Linked DNA regions of Sus scrofa: regions 1, 2 and 4 are each linked to region 3. A link is a contact called in public Hi-C and HiChIP or PLAC-seq data. All regions are on one chromosome and are shown on one strand. Each heading gives the region's core, a stretch centred on a gene start, on an enhancer-like site or on the middle of the called end of the contact. The rest is flanking DNA. Distances are from core to core; before and after follow the strand shown. Region 1 holds the start of NEIL1 (endonuclease 8-like 1). Region 2 holds the start of SIN3A (paired amphipathic helix protein Sin3a). Region 3 holds the start of IMP3 (IMP3, U3 small nucleolar ribonucleoprotein). Region 4 holds the start of MAN2C1 (alpha-mannosidase 2C1).

Evidence for each region. Hi-C and Micro-C count contacts between places; a contact is called where the count stands out from the background. HiChIP or PLAC-seq counts read pairs in DNA pulled down with a chosen protein or histone mark.
Region 1: a contact with region 3 is called in a Hi-C map of liver, with 2.6 times the contacts expected there. The contact joins the promoter of NEIL1 here to the promoter of IMP3 in region 3. A contact is called at or near these places in 4 of 5 promoter capture datasets (fetal liver, fetal skeletal muscle and liver), 13 of 47 Hi-C or Micro-C datasets (blood, embryonic fibroblasts, fetal heart ventricle and 9 more) and 2 of 2 datasets of contacts at active chromatin or transcription factors (alveolar macrophages and skeletal muscle).
Region 2: a Hi-C map of liver shows a contact between it and region 3, with 4 times the contacts expected there. The contact joins the promoter of SIN3A here to the promoter of IMP3 in region 3. A contact is called at or near these places in 4 of 5 promoter capture datasets (fetal liver, liver and skeletal muscle), 20 of 47 Hi-C or Micro-C datasets (alveolar macrophages, blood, brain and 12 more) and 2 of 2 datasets of contacts at active chromatin or transcription factors (alveolar macrophages and skeletal muscle).
Region 4: an H3K27ac HiChIP or PLAC-seq map of alveolar macrophages shows a contact between it and region 3. The contact joins the promoter of MAN2C1 here to the promoter of IMP3 in region 3. A contact is called at or near these places in 4 of 5 promoter capture datasets (fetal liver, fetal skeletal muscle, liver and 1 more), 18 of 47 Hi-C or Micro-C datasets (alveolar macrophages, blood, embryonic fibroblasts and 12 more) and 2 of 2 datasets of contacts at active chromatin or transcription factors (alveolar macrophages and skeletal muscle).

What each region holds. Positions count from the first base shown.
Region 1 is chr7:58,266,929-58,270,524 of Sscrofa11.1, reverse strand. It overlaps NEIL1 (endonuclease 8-like 1), which reads left to right and starts at 1,524. Exons shown (of 10, transcript XM_013978062.2): 1 at 1,524-1,970. It overlaps LOC102158857 (a long non-coding RNA gene), which reads right to left and starts at 2,068. Exons shown (of 4, transcript XR_304481.3): 1 at 1,422-2,068; 2 at 656-778.
Region 2 is chr7:58,169,849-58,173,121 of Sscrofa11.1, reverse strand. It overlaps SIN3A (paired amphipathic helix protein Sin3a), which reads right to left and starts at 1,301. Exons shown (of 23, transcript XM_021099023.1): 1 at 1,033-1,301.
Region 3 is chr7:58,021,897-58,025,315 of Sscrofa11.1, reverse strand. It overlaps IMP3 (IMP3, U3 small nucleolar ribonucleoprotein), which reads right to left and starts at 1,948. Exons shown (of 1, transcript NM_001243292.1): 1 at 820-1,948. The coding sequence starts at 1,902. The coding sequence ends at 1,348.
Region 4 is chr7:58,245,571-58,249,014 of Sscrofa11.1, reverse strand. MAN2C1 (alpha-mannosidase 2C1) reads right to left here and starts at 1,751. Exons shown (of 26, transcript XM_005666137.2): 1 at 188-1,751. The coding sequence starts at 288. It overlaps SIN3A (paired amphipathic helix protein Sin3a), which reads right to left. Exons shown (of 23, transcript XM_021099023.1): 23 at 2,889-3,444.

The DNA of each region.
Region 1 (3,596 bases), core at 275-2,774, 250 kb before region 3:
AAATCACTTTGCCATACAGCAGAAACACAACACTAAAAATCAACTATACTTAAATAAAATTTTTAAAAATCCTTTCTTGCTAAAAAGTACTAACCATCATCTGATAATGCAGGATTACCACAAACTTTCAATTTTTTTTTTTAAAAAGGAATATCTATGAAGCATAGTAAAATGAGGCATACCTGTGTGTGATACTGGCAAAACCACAGTAACAGAAAAACAGATCAGTGGTTGCCCAGTGAGTACCATGGAAGTATTAACTAAAAAAGTACATGGGAGTTCCCTTCATGGCTCAGCATGTTAAGTATCTGACTAGTATTCATGAGGACACGGGTTCGATCCCTGGCCTCACTCAGTGGGTTAAGAATCTGACACTGCCATGAGCTGTGGTGTAGGCTGGCAGCTATAGCTCTGATTGGACCCCTAGCCTGGGAACTTCCAAATGCCACTGGTGTGACCCCCAAAATAAATAAATAAAGGAGTGCATGGGCAAATTCATATGTGAGTATACGAATTTGTCAAAACTCACACACTAAAAAAGATGAATTTTACTATAGGTAAATTTTACGTTAATTTAAACAAAAAAAGACCAACAACAACAAAGAAATGAAATCAACCCATAGATTACTTAGTGGTTATAAGGTGTGAAACATACCTTTACAATGCAGAAGTCTGGCTGTCACAGCCTCATCAGTGATCAACTTCAGCCTCACTAAAGTGAGACAACCAGATGTTGTGTGCCTCCTTATCTGATGCAATTTGGAGAACACGGCAGCACCTAGGAGATATATGTTATCTTCGAGCCTTTAGATCTAATTTCCTGGTGTGCAGGGAAAACCACAGATAGAGGAACAAATTAATGACACCCAATGAAACATCAGATGAATCCAGAATGTGATGGGGCATCTCAGAGACAACTGGCTTTGATTCTTCACAAAGGTCAGTATCATGAAGACCAGAAAAAGGGAGGTGAAGTGGGTAGGGTGAGTCTAAATAGATTAAAAATGACTAAAGAGAAATATAATCCTTGTTTGGACTCTGCCTTGAACTTGAAACTAGCTATAAAGACATTTTGTGGACAATTAGGAAAATCCAAAGGTGGGCTACATATTAGATGATATTAAGAAGTTATTGTTAACTGTTAGGTTTGATAACAGTACTGTGGCTTTGTAGGATATCGCTTTCTAGAGATGTATGCCTAAATTTTAGGGGTGAAATGTCATAATTTGTCAATTTACTTTAATATACTTGTCAAAATAAATGGAAAAACAGATGAAGGAGAGGAAGTAGGAGTATGAAGGGAGCAAATCCAGGCTGTGGGTAAGGCACCAGCACCCACTACATGTAGGATGAAATGCAAACTCCTTACAGATACTTCCAGAGGCCAGACCTGATCTGACCTTGCTTGTGTCTGTCCTCACCTCCCAGCACTGACTTCAACAGCAGGGGCCTGCTGTAGTAGACCAATCGCTTTTTGGCCTCTAGGCCTCTTTACTGGCAGTTCCTTCCACTCGCGGTACTGAGTGTCCCCTTTCTTTGCCTTGCTCAGATGGCTTGCTTCTGAGGTTTCAGCCTAAATGTCATCGCAGAGAGCCCCTCCCCCACATCGGAAGTGGGTTCTGCTTCTCAGGGCCCCTACTTTTTGCTGCTTCGCTGCATTTCCCACCCCACAGGTGGTGATGATGTTTTTGTTTTTGTTGTGTCTGAGCTGATACTTAGGCCCACCATCGGTCCCTAGAACTGCATTTTTTTTTCCGAGCACCTGTTCCCACCCTGCGCACAGCTGCAGACGCCTCTGCTTCGGTTCAGTTGCTACTGTTCCCTGCCCGGAGCGCTGAGCTTGTCCGGGACTAGCCGGGTGGCTTCCCTCAGCCACAGAAACAGCAGCAGCTCGGGCCCTCACGCCTGACCCCGGACCCTGCCGTCGCTGGGCAGCGGGAAGCCAGGTTCTTCTGCCACCTCCCGGCCAGGTGACTACCCCAAAGCTTTTCCCACCTCCTAGGCTCCCCAGTTTGGGGACCCCATCCTGAACAGTCTCTGCCACCTGCCTGAGGAACTACACTTCCCAGCGGGCGCTGGAGCAGCGACGACGGCTCCCAGCGTGCTCCTAGGCGCAGCTCCGCCCCCGGCCTTAACCCCGTAGTGACTGCCAGCTGGCGCGGAGGGGCGCAGGTAGCCTCCGGCGGGAGTGGGGGTGTCTGTGCAGCAGAGCCGAGGAGAGGACGGGATTGGGGGCCTTGGGAAGGACGGAGCCAGGGTTAACCCAGGACAGGTGGGGGCAGGGAGGGGTGGATGGAAGAGTGGGTGGGAGGCGAGCCTTAGATTGCCGGTCCCTGGAGAAATTAGGAACTTGGAAGTTCACCTTTTCCAGCGAAACGGGGCGGCGCTGAGGGTGGGGGTAGGCGAGGGCAAAGGAGTCTGCCCTGGCTAAATGCCCCCCTCCGCCCAAAACACACCTTCGTCTTCGATCTCGCAACGCACTGGAGAAGGGGCAAGTGGCAGACTTTCCTCCCTCAGCCAGGTGGGAACTGGCCACGGTGAGGGAGTCCGCCTCTGCCTCTCTCTGCCGAGGCGCTGACTTGGGCGGTTTCCTATTCCCCTCCGGACCACAGCCTGGAGCTTGGGGAGCCCTTCCTGATGCCTCTGGCCACCTGCCTCGGAGTCCTGTGGACCTGACTCCAGTGCTGATGTGCCTGGACATCCATGCATTCACTCTTCCTCGTCCTCGCTATGGTGCTGATCAGTGGGTGGTGGCAGGCTCGTCCTCACTGCTGGCTGAGCCTCTAAACATCGGACTTTCCAGCTCTTATCTTCCAGGCGCGGACATCTCCTCAGCCACTGTGGCAACAGATGCAGGCCCAATTCCAAGCTGTGGGGTGATGAGAAAGTAGAGTTTCCACTCAGGGGTGGAAGTGGAGGTAGAGGCAGACAAGAGACAATGGAATTATTTCAGGTTCTAGGAGTGCCAGGAAGAAAGGAAGACGTGTAGGGGGTTGGGGGGAGGGCCTCTCTTAAGTGTTCTCAGAGGGGACAGCTGGGTCAAAGGCAGGGGGGGAGGGGGAAGACGAGTGTGCTTGGAGCAAGTGAGTAGGGGGAGCCTGGGAGAAAATGAGATGACAGTATGGGCCCAAGGAAGGATCTGGACTTTATTCTAAAATCAGCATGAATTCATGGAAGCTTGAGGAAGATGTTAATGAGCTCCCCAGTGTCCTGAGCTTTCTCAGCATTTTCTGATGAGGGCCAGGGGCTGTGGCCAAGCCAGCTGACTCTCCTGCCAACCCCAGTTGACCATGGCCCCTCCTTTTCTTTTTTCTTTTTGGCTTTTTAGGGCCACATTGGGGGCACATGGAAGTTCCCAGGTTATGGGCCAAATCGGAGCTACAGCCACTGACCTAGCCACAGCAACTCAGGATTTGAGCCACAACTTCGAACTGTACCACAGCTCATGACAATGCCAGATCTACTGAGCGGGGTCAGGGATAGAACCGTGTCCTTGTGAATAGTGATCAGGTTCGCTGACCGCTGAGCCTTGAAGGGAACCCCCAACCATGGCCCCTTCTGACGCTCTGGGTTCTCCTATGAAAACTGGGAGTGTT
Region 2 (3,273 bases), core at 52-2,551, 150 kb before region 3:
CACGCCTGCGTCCCCGCCTCCACCCCATCCGCAAGCGAGGAGCACGACCGGGGGATGGGAAGGGAGCTGCCGCCGCCTTGGGGTGGGCGGGGAAGGAGGCAGCTCCATGTTTGCAAGGGGATCAGCTGGGGCCGTGAGTCGAAGCCGCCGAGTTCCTGGAGGTTTTCCACACCCCCGGGCCGTGTTCCGGCGCCGAATGCTGGCTCTACTGCCACGGCCCGGGAGTTCGGAGAACCCAGACCGGCGCATGGGGCTAGTGCCGAGGTGCGGGGGCTCTTTCCGGTGGCTTCCCCCGGCTGCCCCTCCCGCAAGTCCGGCGTTGCCCCCGCCCCCAGAGTCCATAACAACCGCGGGCCCTAGGCACCCGCGCCTCTCCTGAGCGCGCCCACCGCCCCCTCGGACAAGTTTGCAGACAGAAACAAAACCCTCGGGCGGCTGCCGCCTTCGCCCAGCGTCGTTAGCGGGGAAAGCCACGGGCCCCGGCTCCCTTGCTAACTCCAGCTCTCGACCAACTCCGGGCGCCGCGGACTCAGTGGGCCCGGCCAGCCGGGCTCAGGCCGCCGCCCCCTGCCGAGCCCGCGCGCCGCAGCCCAGGCCTGGTTCCAGTCGGTGTACGGAATCTCCCCTTTTTTCTTCTTTACAATAATTTTTTAAGGCATTCCAGGAGCGAGGAGGATCTCCTCCTGCTGGCACCTTACCCAGTTCGCCGCCGAAACCTACCGAAACCGGCCGCTCGGTGAAATAAACTAGGCAGCACGGCCGGCACACTGGCGACCCCAGGCCGGGCCGACCCCCTCCCCACGGATCCGGCCGGGCTTGGAAACACACTGGCGAGCGGGCGGCGCCAAGAGCTCTCCTTCCTGGCCTGCCCCTCGCCTCCCTCGGCCGCCGGACTCCAAGCTCCCCTAGCTCCGTCCCAGGACCCGTTGCGCCGGTACCAGGGCGCACTGGCCGAAGCGACCGGCTGGTGAACTAGCCCCCCAAAACGCCCAAGATTGGGGAGACCAAATTAAAAGCAGCTGTTTAACATACCTTCCGAGCCAGGCGAGGAGTCCTGAATGGGGGGGAACGCCCCCCACGGGCCATTGGCTCCCCGCTGCTCTCGTCAGTCATCCTGGGCCCGCCTCCCCGCCTTGCTCCACCTCTTCCCCTTCATTGAACGCCCCCTCCCTCCAAAAAAAAATCCAAATAAATAGATTAAAGTATCCGTGAGTGTGAGCCGCATCTGTGACAGAGGACCCTATATCGAAGGTACCGCCGCTTCGAATTTCTTGAGGCCTTTGGACTGGAAGGAGACCTACTGTGACTCGGAGATCCTCTGGGTGGACACGGAGGAGGAGCTAGCCGGGCTACCCAGCCCCTACTTCCTTCACACACACACCCCATTTGGAACTGAGCAGAGGGAGGCGGGTAGGGATACCCTAGCGACTGGCTGCAATGTCCCGACTCCCCTGGCTGTGTAACCTAACCGTGGACGGCCCATTTTCTGTTAGGCGACTGCCTAAAAATGAACGGTGTAATTGGAAAGTCGTATGTTCCGGGCAACAGGCACTTGCCTGAGCACTTTCTGGGGTGAGGCAGACAGAGTCATACCGCACCTGCTGCTTGGGTGCGATTACAGAGACTGAATGAGATGCTCACTCTGCACTATCCAAGGACTCCAGATCTATCTACCTGAGGAGATGCTACAGAAAGAACTAAGGCAATGCAGAAATGTATATATAAATAGACATCCACAGAATCTCGGAGCAAGGAGCTTCTTTCTGAGGAAAAGTGGTAAAGTCTTCCTGGAGGAGGTGGCACGCAAGTTGGGTCTTAAAGATTTCATCAGGCGGAAGTGGAGGGGCAAGTCATTTTCAGCAAAGGACACATAGAGGTGAATGCAAAATATTAAGAAACACTAAAAGTGTGGCTGTAGTCATGAAAATCAGGTTTGGAAAGATGGAGTCAGAGAACAGAACACTATACTACCTTGTTAAAATTCTCAGGCTTGCACAGCAGAATGTGCAAGCAACATGACTGGTCACAAAATCACGGGCCCAAAACTATGGTTTAAGATGCTCAACATCCCAGCAGCTGGATGGATTCTGAGGGTAGGTTGAATGAAGCGTGCCTGCAGGCAGGAAAGTGAAGCAGAAAGGCTGTTGTAATAATGGGTTTGGAGATTACAGAGTTACATATTCTGGTGGGAGGGGTGGGTGGAGAGAGCCAAGAGGTTTCATCTCTCTCCAAGCCCCCAATCCAGAAACCCTTCCCTATCAGCAGTCCTCACATCAAAACTCTGCCTCACATGCCTCTGTGAATCATTTGTAGTGTTTTTGTCATAACTTTACACCAAAAGAGTTTTGGCAGGGGTAGCAGGGACAGAGGCTACCCCACATATCACCAAGCCTGGGGCCAGGGTACACAGTGGGTGAGGAAGAAAGACTTATTGATTGATGGATCCAGGTAATTCATGTGAATGATGTAGAATGTGCAGAAAGTGAAGGGCCTTAAAGTCCTGTGAGCAGAATGGGAGTCTGCTGCCAGTTAGGCTATCCCAACAATTCAGGTGAGATGTAACGAGGACTTGACCAGGGCTGTGGCTATGGGTAAGCAAGAATACAAATGGAGAACTGCAGTGGCTTGGGTGCTGTGGAGACACTGGTTCAATCCCCTGTAAGTACAGTGGGTTAAAGGATCCAGCATTGCTGCGGCCGCAGTATAGGAGTCAGTCCCTGGCCCAGGAACTTCCACATGCATGGCTGTAGCCGAAAAGAAATTTTTTTAGTAAAAATAAAACCAGAGAGATGTGGTTGAGAAAGACTGAAGACTACTGGGTGACCGATTCAGTGTGGGTAATGGAGGGAAAGGAAGAGTCAGTGGCAGTGACCTGGTGCGTGAAAAGGTAGAAGACCTTGAGGCTAATGGTTCAGTAATCTGGGTTCTAGATTGATCACCACTAATGACTTGGTAGAATACCTTTAGACAAGTCCCTTCCTCCCTGTGAAATAGAGCCTCAGGTGCCTGTAGAAAGACAGGCTCTAAGGACACTTACTTCACTCAGAGTCCATAGGATGGGGGTCTAATGGGGAGGGAGGCTTGCCACTAAGGAGAAAGGGCAGGTGGGTAGAAATACTGATTTGGGGAGGGAAGTGAGTCATCTCAGAGGACTAGAATTTGGGTGGTAGCTTGGTTGATGGAATCACTAAGGGAGAGTGTAGAGGGAGAAAGTCCAGGAGGCGAAAATTATTCAGTGGAAGGCCCAACACCTGGCAGGGCCATGGAGGTTGA
Region 3 (3,419 bases), core at 699-3,198:
GTTAATCCCAAACTTCTAATTTGCCCCCTCTTGGTAATCATACATTTGTTTTCTATGTCTTGAGTCTATTTGTTTTGCAAATAAGTTCATTTTTATCATCTTTTCGATTCCCCATATAAGTAATATCATGCACTGTTTGTCTGATTTACTTAATATGAAAATCTCTTGCATGAGTGAGGTCGTTTCCCTACTCCCGCTTCCAGGGAGGGGGCTGGATTAGATCAGGGCCTCTAGCTTCATATTCCTCCACTGTCGTCAGGCTAGGTTCCCTGATTCCCAATCCATCCATGGCTTCTCTATAAAACCCACCCCAACTGAGAATTAGAATTCACCTTTGTCTAAACTAAAGGCTGGGCAGGGAGTGATGCTGGGCTGTGATGGGCAGAGGTGGTCCAGGTTCTGCTCTGGGCAGGCAGCCCTGGGACCTCTGGAGGGCCCCACTCCTAAGACTATCTAAGTTTCCAGGAACCTCCTGGGCCACTTCTAACCACTAGATGGCCAAGCTACAGGGTGATTATTTCCTTAGGCAAGCAAACACTTCAGCCCTCTAATGCGGTATTTCCTGGACTTGGAATGTCAACAGGAAGCCCTGTGGGGAAGGCCTCTGCCAAAACACTCATTCCAAGGAAGGGATTGGTAAACTAACAAATTTGTCCAGCCTTGTACAACATCCTGCAACCTCCACACGCAGGCCCTACTGCTGGCCTCAGCCATAGGCAGATCGCTGCTGTCACTATTCCTCTTCTCTGGGTTCCTGAACCAAGGAGACCTATAGATGTGACCCTATGTGAGAAAACAAGAAAAAATGTACACTTTAACGGTAGTTAAGCCATTTATTGGCATTAGGAGAGCATTCCTTTAAACAAGAAAAAAAGACTCAGAACACTAAAATATCACCCATTTTATGAAAACTTGAGACCAAACTCTCCAACATCTGTACACAGCTTAATCAAGAAGAGGAGTAAGAATTCGAGTTAAATAAGTTAAACCAAACTGTCCTACAAGAAGATGAAAGGGAAATGTAGGGGTGCCCCCCCCCGCAAAGTCCTTTCTTTCACACTACGATGTTTCAGGTACCAAAATCTAACAACTCCCCAGTGAAGCACAAAACCGCTTCTCATGGTCTCTAAAGGCAGTCATTTAATTCTAAATCGTCCAAAGGCTAAGAAAAATTCGTGGAAAACGGGCGTACCCTTTGGCTCCGCGCGTGGCTTGTAGCTGAGGAGCCAAGTTCTTAATAACCGACGACTAGCTGACACACTTCTGGGAGAGCGTCCTCACAGAATCTCAGGCATCAGGTCTGGGCTTCTGCATCTATAAAATGCCGTCCTAGGGAGGGAGGACCCGCTAGGCTTCCAGATCGAAGTCGTCACGCTCCTCATTGTACTCCAGCACGTGCCGCTTGATCTTGGACGAGTCAACCCAGGTAACAAAGTCCTCCATGCTGCGCGTGACAAGGAAGGCGGGATCCGTGACCACGTCGGGGCCCACGCGCACGTGGCCCTGCTCTACGAAAGTCACGGCGGCCTGGAGGTGTTGAGCCATGCGCAGCTTAAGGAGCACCGTGGGCAGGCGGCGGCGGCAAAAGGACGAGGCAGTGACGAAATCGCATAGTTCCAGCGACCCGCGCGTGGGCACTAGGCCGAGAGCATACAGCTTGTCCAGCAGCGCTGCCGAAGCGCGCACGCGAAAAGGGTCCCGCTCCGGCAAGTCCCGCAGGCGCCGCGCCAGTTCGCGTACAGCACGGCTCAGTTGGTTGTAGCGCGTGTAGTCCTCCCGCCGCTGCAGCCGATAACGCCGCAACACGCGAAGCTCATGCAGGTTATGGTCGGTGACCTCCCAGTTTAGGAAGTCCACCTGCTTCAGCAGCTTTTGCTCGTGGAACTTAAGCTTCCGCACCATGATGGCGGCTCCGATACCGCTGGACCAGAGGCTCAGAGCGTGTTCCGGAACCCGAGCGACTTCCGCCCCCGCATGCCAAGCCCGGGCCACCCTGGGAACTCTGAGCCAATGAAAGAAAGGCTCGGTGCCACGCCCCCTATTTCCATTGGTCAAAGTGGAGTCACGGCCCTGAGTCCGTATCTCGCGTTTTTCTCCGCGTTCTCCAAGAGAAGCCGGGCAGAACTGCTGACGGAGGCAGGGGGCGGTCCCGAGGCAAGGCTGAGCGGTTTTAAGTTGCAAATGATTTACCACCTGGTGCTGTAATAGTTTCCTCTCTTTAAGACTTTTGCCATTCAAGGGATCTCAAAGTCTCTCCCACAAGAGCAAAAGAGACCAGTTCCGGGAAAGACGGAAGACTGCCGCTCTAGTTTGATCTACTGTGCTAATTGATCGTTGTGTGTGTGGCGGGGTCCTCCCACCTTGGTGGGGGGTGCTTCCTGGAGCAGGCCAGGGCTGACCCGGTATCTCCACCGCCCACGAACCCCAGGTTAATCACCAAGTGGGCGGAGCAGTTTCTTTCTGCCAAGTGGGGCTGGAATCCACCTAACCTATGAAATACTGATTCCCAGGTTGCTTCCTACATGGACTGAATCGGATCGACACAGGAGTCACCTAGAAATCTGTATTTTTATTATTTTTTTGTCTTTTTGCCTTTTCTAGAGCTGCTCCCGCGGCATATGGAGGTTCCCAGGCTAGGGGTCTAATCAGAGCTGTAGCCACCGGCCTAGGTCAAAGCCACAGCAACGCAGGATCTGAGGCCGCGTCTCCGGATCCTTAACCCACTGAGCAAGGCCAGGGATCGAACTGCAACCTCATGGTTCCTAGTTGGATTCCTTAACCAAGGCACCACTACGGAAACTCCCAAAATCTGTATTGTTAACAAGAATGACAGGTGATTCATAAAACCCAGTAAGTTTGAAAAGCTTGGATAGTAAGTACAAGTCCTGACCCTTTAATCTCGGCTCAAGCGAAATAGCTTGTCAGGGTGGATTTCTGGTCCCAAGTATTTAGTTAACAAGTTTAGCACATTTTCGGCTGGCAATATCTGTTTTATCTCAGTATAGCGTTAAAATAAAATTTAAAAAATCTTAGTGTAGTGCTACAGGACTAACCTCTTTATTTGCTCAAGACTTTGACGCCACCTAGCTTCTTCGCTGATCATTGTGGGTTTTTTATGCTTTTTATTTTTTTAAATAAAGTATTTGACATATGGAAAATACTGTATGTAACATATGTAAGATACAAAGTATAATGAGTACTTAGGGACCCACAGCCAGTATAAGGGTCACTAGGACCACCTCATCTACCTATTCCAGCCACTCTCCCGGCCAGAGGTAAAGGTAGCTACTCTCCTCAATTTAGTGTTTATTTTTACCCTTCATTTAAAAAGAAAAATAGGGGAGTTCCCGTCGTAGCGCAGTGGTTAACGAATCCGACTAGGAACCATGAGGTTGCGGGTTCGGTCCCTGCCCTTGCTC
Region 4 (3,444 bases), core at 502-3,001, 220 kb before region 3:
GGCTGCCCCACATCACACCCTCCTCACCTGACCCAGCCCTGACACCAGCGGGTACTTGTCCACTTTGCCTCTCCGCCCGGGTGGCGGCTGAAGCTTGAGGGCCTCCCCCCGCCCCCGCGCCCCGCGAAGGCTAAGATGCGTGGAGCGCGGATGTGGGAGGCTGGCGCCATGGGCAAGGGGGCCATACCTGCCCCGGAGGTTACAGTCGGTAAAGTAAACCGGCGACACGAATTTCTCCACCCGTTCCAGCGTAGTGCGCCAGTGCTTCACGGCCGGTGCCGCCGCCATGGTCGCGCGCTTACCCCTCTTCCCGGAAAGCCCCAGGTGCTGTCCGCGCCGTCCCTGGCCTGGAACCAAAGGTTCCGACTTCCAAAGGGCGCCTTCCAGGCCCCGGGCAGCTTTTCTTGGAACACCGGAGGCTCTCTGAAGCCCCGCTGCTTTTAATTTTGAGCAGGAGCTGAACGCTAAAAGCTGTGCTTCCGAGGCTCTCCCTTCTCCTCCTAGCTGGTGGCTGCCGGGCAAATCCCTCCCTAAATAAAGTGAGAAGTTTGACGCTGATTCTGCGAAAGGCCAGGGACAGAGACAGGCACGATGGCCAGGAGGTCACCCAGTCTCAAAAGCTACAAGCGGGCACCACCCTTGCCCTCTGGTCCCAGTCCAGACCTCTGGCTACCCAGGAAAACCTGCGTTCGCTTAACGTGGAAAGAGCCTGGTGCATTCAAGCCAACCAGCGGGCAGGTGTTTAATGAGGGAGGGCTCTGCACCCCAGTAACCTCAGCTTCCTCTACTACATGTTTTATTTCATGTGTAAGGGTAACTGCTGCCCATCACCAGAAACTGAAATTTTGAGATGGCAGATCACAGACGTAACAATCATGATTCTAAGAGAGTGATACATTTCCCTTCATGGGACTGACTTGTTTAGAGAAGCCATAATTCCAGAAACACCAATTTCATCCTCGTGTTAACTCTGGTTATCTAATGGCAGCGTTTTTCCCCCTCCTAGGACTACTAGAGTCCTTGTCTGTAAAACCATTAGGAAAAAAAGAATATACACAACATGAGCCCTAATGTTTTAATGGAAACACTGACCAAGTCAGGTTTACAGTATTTCAAATGCGAATAGTAGGGAAAGGTAACTAAGTACAGAATACCAAACGTGATTTAAAATATGGATATAACCCTGGAGTTCCTGATGTGGCTCACAGGGGAAACGAACCCAACTAGGAACCATGGAGTTGCGGGTTCGATCCCTGGCCTCACTCAGTGGGTTAAGGATCTGGCATTGCTGTGGGCTGTGGTGTAGGTTGCAGACATGGCTCCAATCCAGTGTTGCTGTAGTTGTGGTGTAGGCAGGCAGCTGTAGCTCCAATTGTACCCCTAGACTGGGAACTTCCATGTGCTGTGGGTACGGCCCTAAAAAGCAAAATAAATAAATAAAAATATCAACTTGCTGCTGTAAGGTAGGCTGAGTTGAGCTTGGGGCTCAGATGTCAGAAGGCAGTAGGTTTTAAAAAACTGCTTGTGGGAGTACCCACTGCAGCACAGTGGAAGCAAATCCAACTAGTATCCATGAGAATGCGGGTTTGATCCCTAGCCTTGCTCAGTGGGTTAAGGATCCGGCGTTGCAGTGAGCTGTGGTGTAGGTGGCAGGTGCAGCTTGGATCCTGTGTTGCTGTGGCTGTGTTGTAGGCCGGCAGCTTTAACTCCAATATTACCCCTAGCCCAGGAACTTCCACAGGCCGTACATGAGGCCCTAAAAAGCAAAGAAAAAAAAAAGAACAAAAAAGTACTGCTTTCTTTGTGCACTGATAAGTTGGGGTTTTCTCAACTGGCCCCGAAACCCTATCCTAACCTGCAAGCAGCTGCTCTGGGCATAACCCTATGCAGAGACAGCAACAGCTGGGGCTGCCCTGGTCAGGTCTCATCAATTTCAGTTCTAAGTCATCATGATCTTTCTTAAGCGACCAAAGGGGGACAGATAAGTTATTGCTGAGGAAACCTGAAGATCCTTCCCCACAATCACTGCCCCAGCTTCACCAGAGAATCTCCTCCCCCAAAGCTGTTTTGCCACCCTATACTTTTGGGCTCAGAGACTCCTGTAATTGTCCTGCCCCTCCACTGCCCACGCTCCACAACAAAAAAATCTAAAATCGGAAGTCTACTCTGTGTTATAAAAGTCCAGAGCCAAAATATGTGGTTTAATGATGGTGATGTTGGGGATTTTCAATTAAACAAAACCACATAAAACACTGTCAGTTACTTTACTGACATGACTAGGGTGATAATGGTTGCTGGAGAAAAATCCATCAGAGTACTGGGAGAGGCTCAGCTGGTCTTTGTTCACAAAGTCCAGGCTGACCACATATAAAAATCCTAATCACTCATATTTAAATATCTGCCAGTGAAAATTTATGTAATTAAAAAAATTATGTATATTCCATTTGCAGCTGCTAATGAAATGTATCAAATTTCCCTCAACTCCATTTATAATCACACACTTCTTTCAAATACTGGTTTGGTATTTAAGTTGTTCACCCCCATTTCCAATAGGAATAAAAAAAATAGAAGTGCAAACTACATAGCTGAACGACTTGCCTAGGTATAAAATATTTCCAAACAGTTGAAATAGGGGGAACAGTGTGTACTAAAAGAATAATTCTGTACTAAAATAAATGAATAATTCTATTTTCTTTTTATGGTCACGCTGTGGCACATGGAAGTTCCTGGATCAGGGGTCGAATTGGAGCTGCAGTTGCTGACCTATACACAGCCACGGCAATGTGGGATCCTTAACCCACTAAGCCAGGCCCAGGATTGAACCCATATCCTCATGGACAGTGTGAGGTTCTTTACCCGCTGCGCCATCAAAGGGAACTCCTGAATAATTCATTTTAAAAATCCGAGATATTTTTATTTGGGACAAATGCCAACTGACTGATATTTAAAGCAAAATCCTATTTGTATCGTAGATAAGGAACTGAAGCCCAGATCCCTGCTTCACAATAGTTTTCTGGTGAGGACAAGGGAGTTTATTCCTTAAGTACGAACCAAGCTTTATTTATTTACAAAAAAAAAAAAAAAAAAAAAAAAAAAAAAATTGGGGGCAAGGAAGAAGACAAGTTTTACACAAAAGTACTACAACGGTAACTCCCTTTGGTAAAAAGTGTAATAAATGTCTTGTACATCTGTTCATAGGTACTAAATCTGAAGCCACATAGAACTATGGTACACAAGAAGCTAGAGCAGATATGCTAGCACATCAAAGCATATTTCTTTTTAATAAAAAATTGACAGTATGTACATTATTTACAAAAAAGAAAAAAAAAGTTAAAATTGTGTGTCTGTGTGTTTGTGAGAGAGAGAGAGAGAGAGAATAAAGCTGGTGGATGGCACTAGGGTAGACTAGTAAAGAAGCAGGTACAAAACAGTTCCACGGGACCT